Linked DNA regions of Mus musculus: region 2 is linked to region 1. Evidence: chromatin contacts called from public HiChIP or PLAC-seq data. All regions are on one chromosome and are shown on one strand. The core of a region is the stretch at or near the end of the contact, and the rest is flanking DNA. Distances in the headings are between cores, read along the strand shown. Region 1 overlaps Iqsec1 (IQ motif and Sec7 domain 1). Region 2 overlaps Fbln2 (fibulin 2).

What was found. HiChIP or PLAC-seq counts read pairs in DNA pulled down with a chosen protein or histone mark.
Region 2: a contact with region 1 is called in an H3K27ac HiChIP or PLAC-seq map of the NIH/3T3 cell line, with 3 times the contacts expected there. The contact joins two enhancer-like sites. A contact is called at or near these places in 1 of 484 Hi-C or Micro-C datasets (pancreatic cancer cells), 1 of 115 datasets of contacts at active chromatin or transcription factors (the NIH/3T3 cell line) and 1 of 9 other capture datasets (pancreatic islet).

What each region holds. Positions count from the first base shown.
Region 1 is chr6:90,766,493-90,770,164 of GRCm38.p6, forward strand. All of the region lies in intron 1 of Iqsec1 (IQ motif and Sec7 domain 1), which reads right to left. Among named protein-coding and RNA genes, the nearest start is that of Iqsec1, 42 kb to the right of the region's middle. Within about 2 kb of position 1,564, at least 10 of the 459 cell types and tissues checked have an H3K27ac peak or open chromatin away from gene starts, as enhancers often do. A contact at or near this core is called in the NIH/3T3 cell line, where this site is marked.
Region 2 is chr6:91,258,058-91,261,729 of GRCm38.p6, forward strand. It overlaps Fbln2 (fibulin 2), which reads left to right. Exons shown (of 18, transcript NM_007992.2): 9 at 1,573-1,713. Among named protein-coding and RNA genes, the nearest start is that of Fbln2, 47 kb to the left of the region's middle. Within about 2 kb of position 1,899, at least 103 of the 459 cell types and tissues checked have an H3K27ac peak or open chromatin away from gene starts, as enhancers often do. A contact at or near this core is called in the NIH/3T3 cell line, where this site is marked.

The sequences.
Region 1 (3,672 bases), core at 314-2,813:
ATCAGAACTCCATGTCTCATACGGTCCCCAGGTTGGTATCCATAGCTAGGAAGAGTTGTGTCTGACAAATTTGAGGCCCTGTGTTGCCCGGATTGCATGTTAGTCTTGACTTCCCTGTGACTACTAGCTTCTTAGCTCAGCCACAGATGCTCTGGTCCTGGGTTTACTTAACACCATGGATACTAGTCACTAGCTGGGGTACAGCTCTTAGTTACCTGTACCTTATATACCTGCTCTGTAGCAGATGCCAGCCAGAGTAGCTACCTGCAGGACAGTGCAGGAAGCATTTTGTGCCCAAGAGCTAGTCAGACAGAGGATATTGTCAGGTACCAGAGGCCAGAATCCTGTGGAGGGCTGACATCAATACCCTTAGAAGCTTGGGTCCCACTGCATTCTTCTTTATATTTTGTTCTCCTCTTACCATGAGTTCCACATCTGCACACTTTATAGCCAGTAATCTAGGCCTAGAATGGGCATGGCTTCCCAAGGCCACTACCTCCCCAGTTTCTCTGAAGGCTGCTGGGGGTGGGGGGGTAGGGGATGCAGGACACTATTTAAGGAGCTAAAAGTATCTGGGGGCAGTCTGGCTGAGACTGTAGACAGAGAGGAACTTAGTAGGTTGATCAGAAGGGGCAAACTCAAAAGCACATTTTATACCTCTGTGGAGGGGCTATCTTTCTTCCTTCCTATTTGTTGGGGATGGTCCTGGCACATGCTTTGCCACTGAACTCCAACTACAAACCTATGGACACTACTCTTGTCCAGTCTGGGTCAGAAGTTCCTTTTGCATCCATAAACATCTATCTCTCTGTGCTAGGGAACTGTGCAGTACAGCAGCTGTCACAGGGAGCACACAGTAGCATGATCTGTGGCATGCTGGGTTCCCTGACCATCTCCATAATTGCCTTCCTTGTGTTCTTCAGCCTGGACGGTTGGTAACAGTTTCTCTCCCCCCACCCTCACACACACACACACACACACACACACACACACACACACACATACACACACACACACAGAGTGTGAGAAAGGGACTCAGGGATTGTGTGTACTCTACTAGGTGGTACCCTAGCCCAGGCATGTTAGGGAGGAAACTGAAGGGCACACACTAAGATATCTTGACCACAGATGCCACCCCTGCCCTGCAGAAGCTTGTCCCTGGGAACAGGACAGACTCTTTACTCATCTTTGACTTCCTTGTCCATATCTGAGGTACTTCACCTATCTGCACCTCAGTTTGCCCTCACTGATGTGTGGGAGCAGGAATCCCACCATCCTGGTCACAGGACCACAGAGAGCAATATAGAACTGAGTGACCTTTGGGATGTGAGGTAACCTCTCACTGTTATGGTCCAGGGCAATGTGGGCTGGGATGGAGTGTGCTCCATGAGAATCAGTTTTTACAGGTGATTGAAGATTGAGGGTGGGTGGTACTCTGGAAGGAGTGCTCCCTCCATCCTCCAAAGAGGCATAAGGAGTCACAACACAGTGCGAGACAGGGAAGGAGGGCAGGTCTGCATGGAAACTCTGTGGAGAGCTGTCCTCACCCTCAACCCTGACTCACATGGCCTGTGGGCTTACCACCACCCAGGCACAGAAAACATTCCATTTGTTCCCTGAGGGATGGTCACCACTAGGAACTGAGCCTCTTAAGGGCAGGTTTTGGCTCAGGGATCATACACATTAGTAGGAAGAAACCAAGCCAGGAAGATGATGGGTAAGCATCCTGCTTAGAGGTGAGTTTTAGGTGTAGACAATAAACCCTCATTTCAATTCACAGGTCTAGTGAGCCCATAGTGAGATAATAAACATCTAAGCTGATCACCTGAATTCTCTGCAGTTTCTTGTCCTTTAAGACCTGGGTGCCATCCCCATGCCACCCCACTAGGAAGCCATCTCTGATAGTTCCAGCTCTATAGAATGCCTGGAGGCCCTTCTGTGCCACTGCACAACTGAAAATGCTGGGCTGAGATTGCTGAGGGTAAAGAGGGGGTTCTGCTCCAGGTCTTCTTGTCCCAGCACAGCAGGTAGCCTAGAGCAGTGACTAATGAGTAAGGAACAGATGAATTAATGAATGAGCAGTTCTCTCACTTGATCCCTCTGTCTTTCATTTTGCCAGTGAGGACACTGAAATCCAGAGAGGGGACATGACCTGCCTAGCATGGATCCAGGGTGGGGTCTGAAGCCAGGGCCTATGCACCATCTGGGTAGGCTATTTTCCAGCTGTTCCCAGGGGCCAGACAGGCAGGAAGTTTGAGGACAATTACATGGTCAGATGGAGTTTTGTTACTGGGAGGAGGGGGGACGGCACAGACAGCCATGAGCATCTGAGGGAGCGAATCCTGGGCCATGGTCACTTAGTAACTTGGTAACAGAACCTCTACCTGGTGTCAGGACAGAACCAGAGACCAGGACCAACTGGACACACCAGCAGCTGGAACCTGGTAGGCATGAGCCACCAGGGGAAACAAGAGCTATATCTCCTCTGGTTCTCTCTATCTTCTGTAAAGGGAAATAAGGCATCCTAAGCAACACAAGCCCTAGCCCAACTTTTCTCTGCTAGGTGTGGAAGAAGAGAGGCTCAGAGAGGTACTTTGACTTGCCCACGGTCATATAGCAAGGACGCTGCAGATGTAGTTGCTGGCAGAGTCCTGGGTCTGAGACCTTGATCCTGTCATGCTGCTGAGCTATACAGCCACGAGATCCTCAGAGCCTCTTCTCCACTGGATCTTCACCCACAAAACAAGGAGAAAGATGAATCCAGGGACCTTGTGGGAACCAAGGCAATAAAAGGAACTGAGGCATGAACATCCTTCTTAAGGTGAATTAGGGAATTCAGACTCTAAAGCCTGCCCCTCCCTACCCATGCAGCTCTTTGAAACTCCAAGGAATTGAATCCTGGCCATGCCAGTGGTAACAGTGAAGCCTCTCTCCCTGTGAGAACTCTCTCCTTGCTCACTGTAGCCAGTGTTCTGTGCCATAAGCTCATGTGTCACAGTCCATGCTAAAATTGGCTCTACTACTTTGCTATAGAGCACAGAGACTATGGTGTAAAGAGGTCTGGACACATGCACAGGTTATTCAAATAGTACATCTAAGATTGAGCCTAAAAATTTGGCTCTAAAATAGCCACTATGCAAAATGGCTTTCTAGACACCATAGAAGTCTTTCTCGGTGTCTGCCCTAACCTGTCTTGTTGCCAGCACTCCACAGCCCACACACAGGTAAGAGAGAAAAACCACTCTTCTGGTCCTGATCTGAGCTGAGAGATCTAAATTCTTTGGCCCCTAGAATGACTCCATGGGACATACAAGTCAAAGGACCCAAACAGGAACCAACTTTAGGAGTGTGTGTGTGTGTGTGTGTGTGTGTGTCTGTCTGTCTGTCTGTCTGTCTGTCTGTCTGTACTTATGTATGTGCAATTCCCTAAGAGGGCTGCTGCATCCTTCCTAGGACTTTATCTCCTTTCTGGCACCCCTGCCTTCTGTTTCTCCCATCCAATTCTCTGTTACACACACATACACACACACACACACACACACACACACACACACACACACACACACACACACATACTTATTCAGGCCAGCTGGCTGAGGCTCAGGAGAGACTGGGCTCTCTCCTGTTGGCTGGAGCTAGCCACACTGAAAGACAGAGTAAAGGACGTTTATG
Region 2 (3,672 bases), core at 649-3,148, 490 kb after region 1:
ATGCCTCTCAGAATTGAATGTGTACCGCATCACCTGAAGGCCCATTGGACACAGATTCCTGGGAATTCTGCTGACCCTCCAGACAACCTCACTAGGGGTCTGGATAAGCTTTGAACTTGTGTTCTAATCAGGACTCATGCCAGATATGGACCATTCTCAACTCACTGCTCCCTGAGGGCTGGTGTGGTCTACAAGGCTAAGCTTACTTTGTGATCTCTGAGTTCATCCATGCTCCAGCCCAAGGTGGAGAAAGAGAGAAGGGAGCGATGTGTCACTGTGTTGGATGTGTCACTGTGTTGGTGGCAGCATCCAGAAGTGACCTCCTCCCCCACATGCCTGCAGTCATGGAGAGGGAATTGACATTGGTGGCGGTGAGCTTCCTCTGCCAGTCACAGTGAAGAACATCACTCTTCATGTCATTGTGACTGGCAGAGGAAGCTCACCGCCACCAATGTCATGTAGATAGGACCTCTCAGTACACAGTATACAACGGGAACAGTGGTTCTGACGCCTATTGGTTGGCTTCCTCAGTGAGTTTTGTTTGAACTAGTTTGAGGGTCCTAGGATCTTACCCCTCCTGTCTTAGCAGAAGCAGGATAGAGAGCCAAGTCTAGGATATGTATGGGCTCAGGCTCAGAAGGCATGGTCTGAATATCTGCATAGAATGATCAGGCTTGTCCAAAAGGATGCCCACGTTCTTCTCTGAAGCTCACATCCCACATACTCTAGAGGCTCTGTATGTAACTGACACCCTCCAGTGAGTCCAGAGAAGGTGCTAAAGCACAGAGCCTGGTGACAACTGATTGGCCTTTCTCTCTGATGATGGAGACAACAGACCCAGGGGATAATGTGTTCTTTGAGCTCTGATTCTCCCCAGGGCTCTCAGCTCTGACCCCTCTCAGGGACCTGCTGCCCGAGGCCCAGTCTACTGCCTCTGCCAGACACTGGCGCACTGCAGCAGGAAGAGTGGAGGGGAACAGGGCAGAGGCTGCAAAGACACACCTGTGAGGGCATGTACAGCTCCCACACAGGAGGAGGCCTGTCTCCTTTTGTTCTCAGGAATAATCACAGGGATTCTCTGCTGGGACAGCCTGAGGATTTTAAAAATATCTCCAGATTTGAGTTTCTGGAGAAACTTCATAAAGCTTCTTTTCATGGAGGCCCTTCTGTATAGCCTTAGCCTGGCAGCCTCTGGAGCCCTCCTCCCCATCCCCTTCTGTGAATGATACTGGCCTGGAACCCCAGAGCCCTTGAAATTTCAGACCCTACTGTTGTTATCTCTTTGGTTGCTGTAGACTTGGGCATTATTACCAAGCATGGGTTGGGGAAAGTTTGCTGCCTGGGGTTTACTCTGGGCTGGCTGCTTATCCTCTCTGAGTCTCTCTCCATCTGCCCTTACTGGGCAGTAGGGGCAGCTCTAACATCTTTGAGTTTTACAAACTCAACTTGGGTCTAAGGTTCAGCTGCCCCCTGACAGGCGCACACAGGTTCTTTATCTCTCTCTCCCCGGATGCCCCTGGCAGACACGCCTCTCTAACAGCCTTCTGTTTTTCCTTCCGTGGCTGTCATTAGACCAAGACGAGTGTTTGATGGGCACTCACGATTGTAGCTGGAAACAGTTCTGTGTGAACACCCTGGGATCCTTCTACTGTGTCAACCACACAGTGCTGTGTGCAGAGGGCTATATCCTCAACGCACATAGGAAGTGTGTGGGTAAGCTAGAGCCCCTGCCTGCCGCCGCCCACGTCACGGCTGTCTGCTCTGCTCCACGCCAACCCACCACATAGTGCCACATGCTAAAGGGCCTACTACCCTTTGCATGTGAGCTCCCACACAGCAGCCTGCCGAGCTCTGTGTCATACCCTCGTGTCCTGGTGTCTTGTCCCGCTTGTTCTCCATGGCTGTGTTCCCAGATATGCCCGTGACTCAGAAAGCTAATGGGATGTCTCAGGGATGGGCCAGAGACAGGAAGGCCAGATGTGGACAGCAGGGCCATGTAGCAGTGTGGAAGCAGGGAGGCCTGGGTGGGAGGCAGGACCCCAGTGGCTCTGGCTCTTGTCTTTTCTCAGTTATTGGAAGCTACTGACAGCGACGAGGATTCGGGTGCATGTGCCGTGTGCACATAGTCTGGGTCACACATCCTGTTACCTCGGCCACTTAGCTTGCTTGTAGATTTATCTGGGATCTCCCGAGAGGCAAGTAGATTGTCCTGGTCCAGCTGGCCCAGTTCAACATCCATTTGCTGTGTGACCCTGAACAAATGTTACTTTCCCCTCTGAGCCTTCCTTCAATGGACAAGGAAGATGTGAGCCCTGTGTAAACCTGCACGTGGCTGGGCCTCTTGTCTATCTATGCCTGAATAGGCCGGGGCTGGGATTCTGGAGTTCTGTGGACAAGGAAGGACTCCATACTGTCTTGTGTCTGAGTTACCTGGTATTCTCACTGAGGAAAAAATGTAAGCCCTGGCTTCCTGCATCTCAGAGATAACACTGAGTAGAGGAGAAGTCAGGCAGACTGGCTGATGCAATGATGGGGAAACAGGCAAAGGGAGACTTCACTCTTGCCAACTGGCACCCAGAGGAAAGAGGAATAGCTCCACCTATTCCCAAGGATGGGTGGGAATTGGCGATGGGAAAAGCCACAAAACAGGACAGTTTTGAAGACAGTTGGGACAGAGGTGTGGAGGTGGGACCAGGGCACACAGTGCTCAGGGCTTGCGGCCAGAGTCCTGTCTGTCTTGCCTGTGCTTGGGGACCATGTCCAGCCTGGACATGTCCTCTTCCTCCCCTGCACCGCTGGGCAGCAGTGCTGGCTGACATGTTTGCCTCGCTGCACCCACGGTACAACATGGCCCTCCTGATGTGCTTGCCAGTGATGGCAGTTCCTCCTGGGTGGACTGGGTTTGTGTGTGTGTGTGTGTGCGCTGGGAGGCATGTGGGTCCCCTCTCAGGATGTCCCCCCATTTGCCACTCCCTGGCTTGGCAGCTATGACCTCTGCTGCAGGGTTCTTAGCGGCTGAAAGATGAGCCCACGGATGAGAAAGCCAAGATACATTCCATTCAGCAAGATTTATGAACCAGCTCTGCATTGCTTCCCTCTTTATTCTGCACAAGCTATCAGTCACTCTCCTCCCACTTCAAGCCAACATCACTTGGGGGCTCGGGGGTTCTGCAGTTGCTCTGCTCAGGTGCAGGAACTCAGATAGGGGAGGAGCAGGACCATGCTGGGATGAGTGTGGCTTCACTGAAGTCCATAACCTCTCTGAGCCCTAGTTTCCCCACTCCACAAAAGAGGCATCTGCATCTGAAGGTCACCATGGAGACCGGGTGCATTAGTCCCCAGGAGGAATGCTAGCAGGGTTCCCTGAGCTAGAAGCTGAGGCCTAGAAGCTGGGGACAGCTTGGTGTGGCCTCTGCCAGGGCCCCCTATATGCTTTACTCTTAAGAAAGTTCCACAGCTATGCTGGCTGGACTGCAGAGAGTAGGAATGGCAAAGCCCTGCTCTGAGGACTTTGCAACGGGAAGCAGGCAGCGAGAAAAGCCTGTAGCTCGGAGCAAGCGCCCTAGATTCCATATTTGCTGGCTGCGTAATTCAGTCCAGTGGCATCCCTTTGGGGTGAAAGATCTCCTCATCTGTGAAATGGCCACCTCTGTATTACAAGACAGTGAGTCT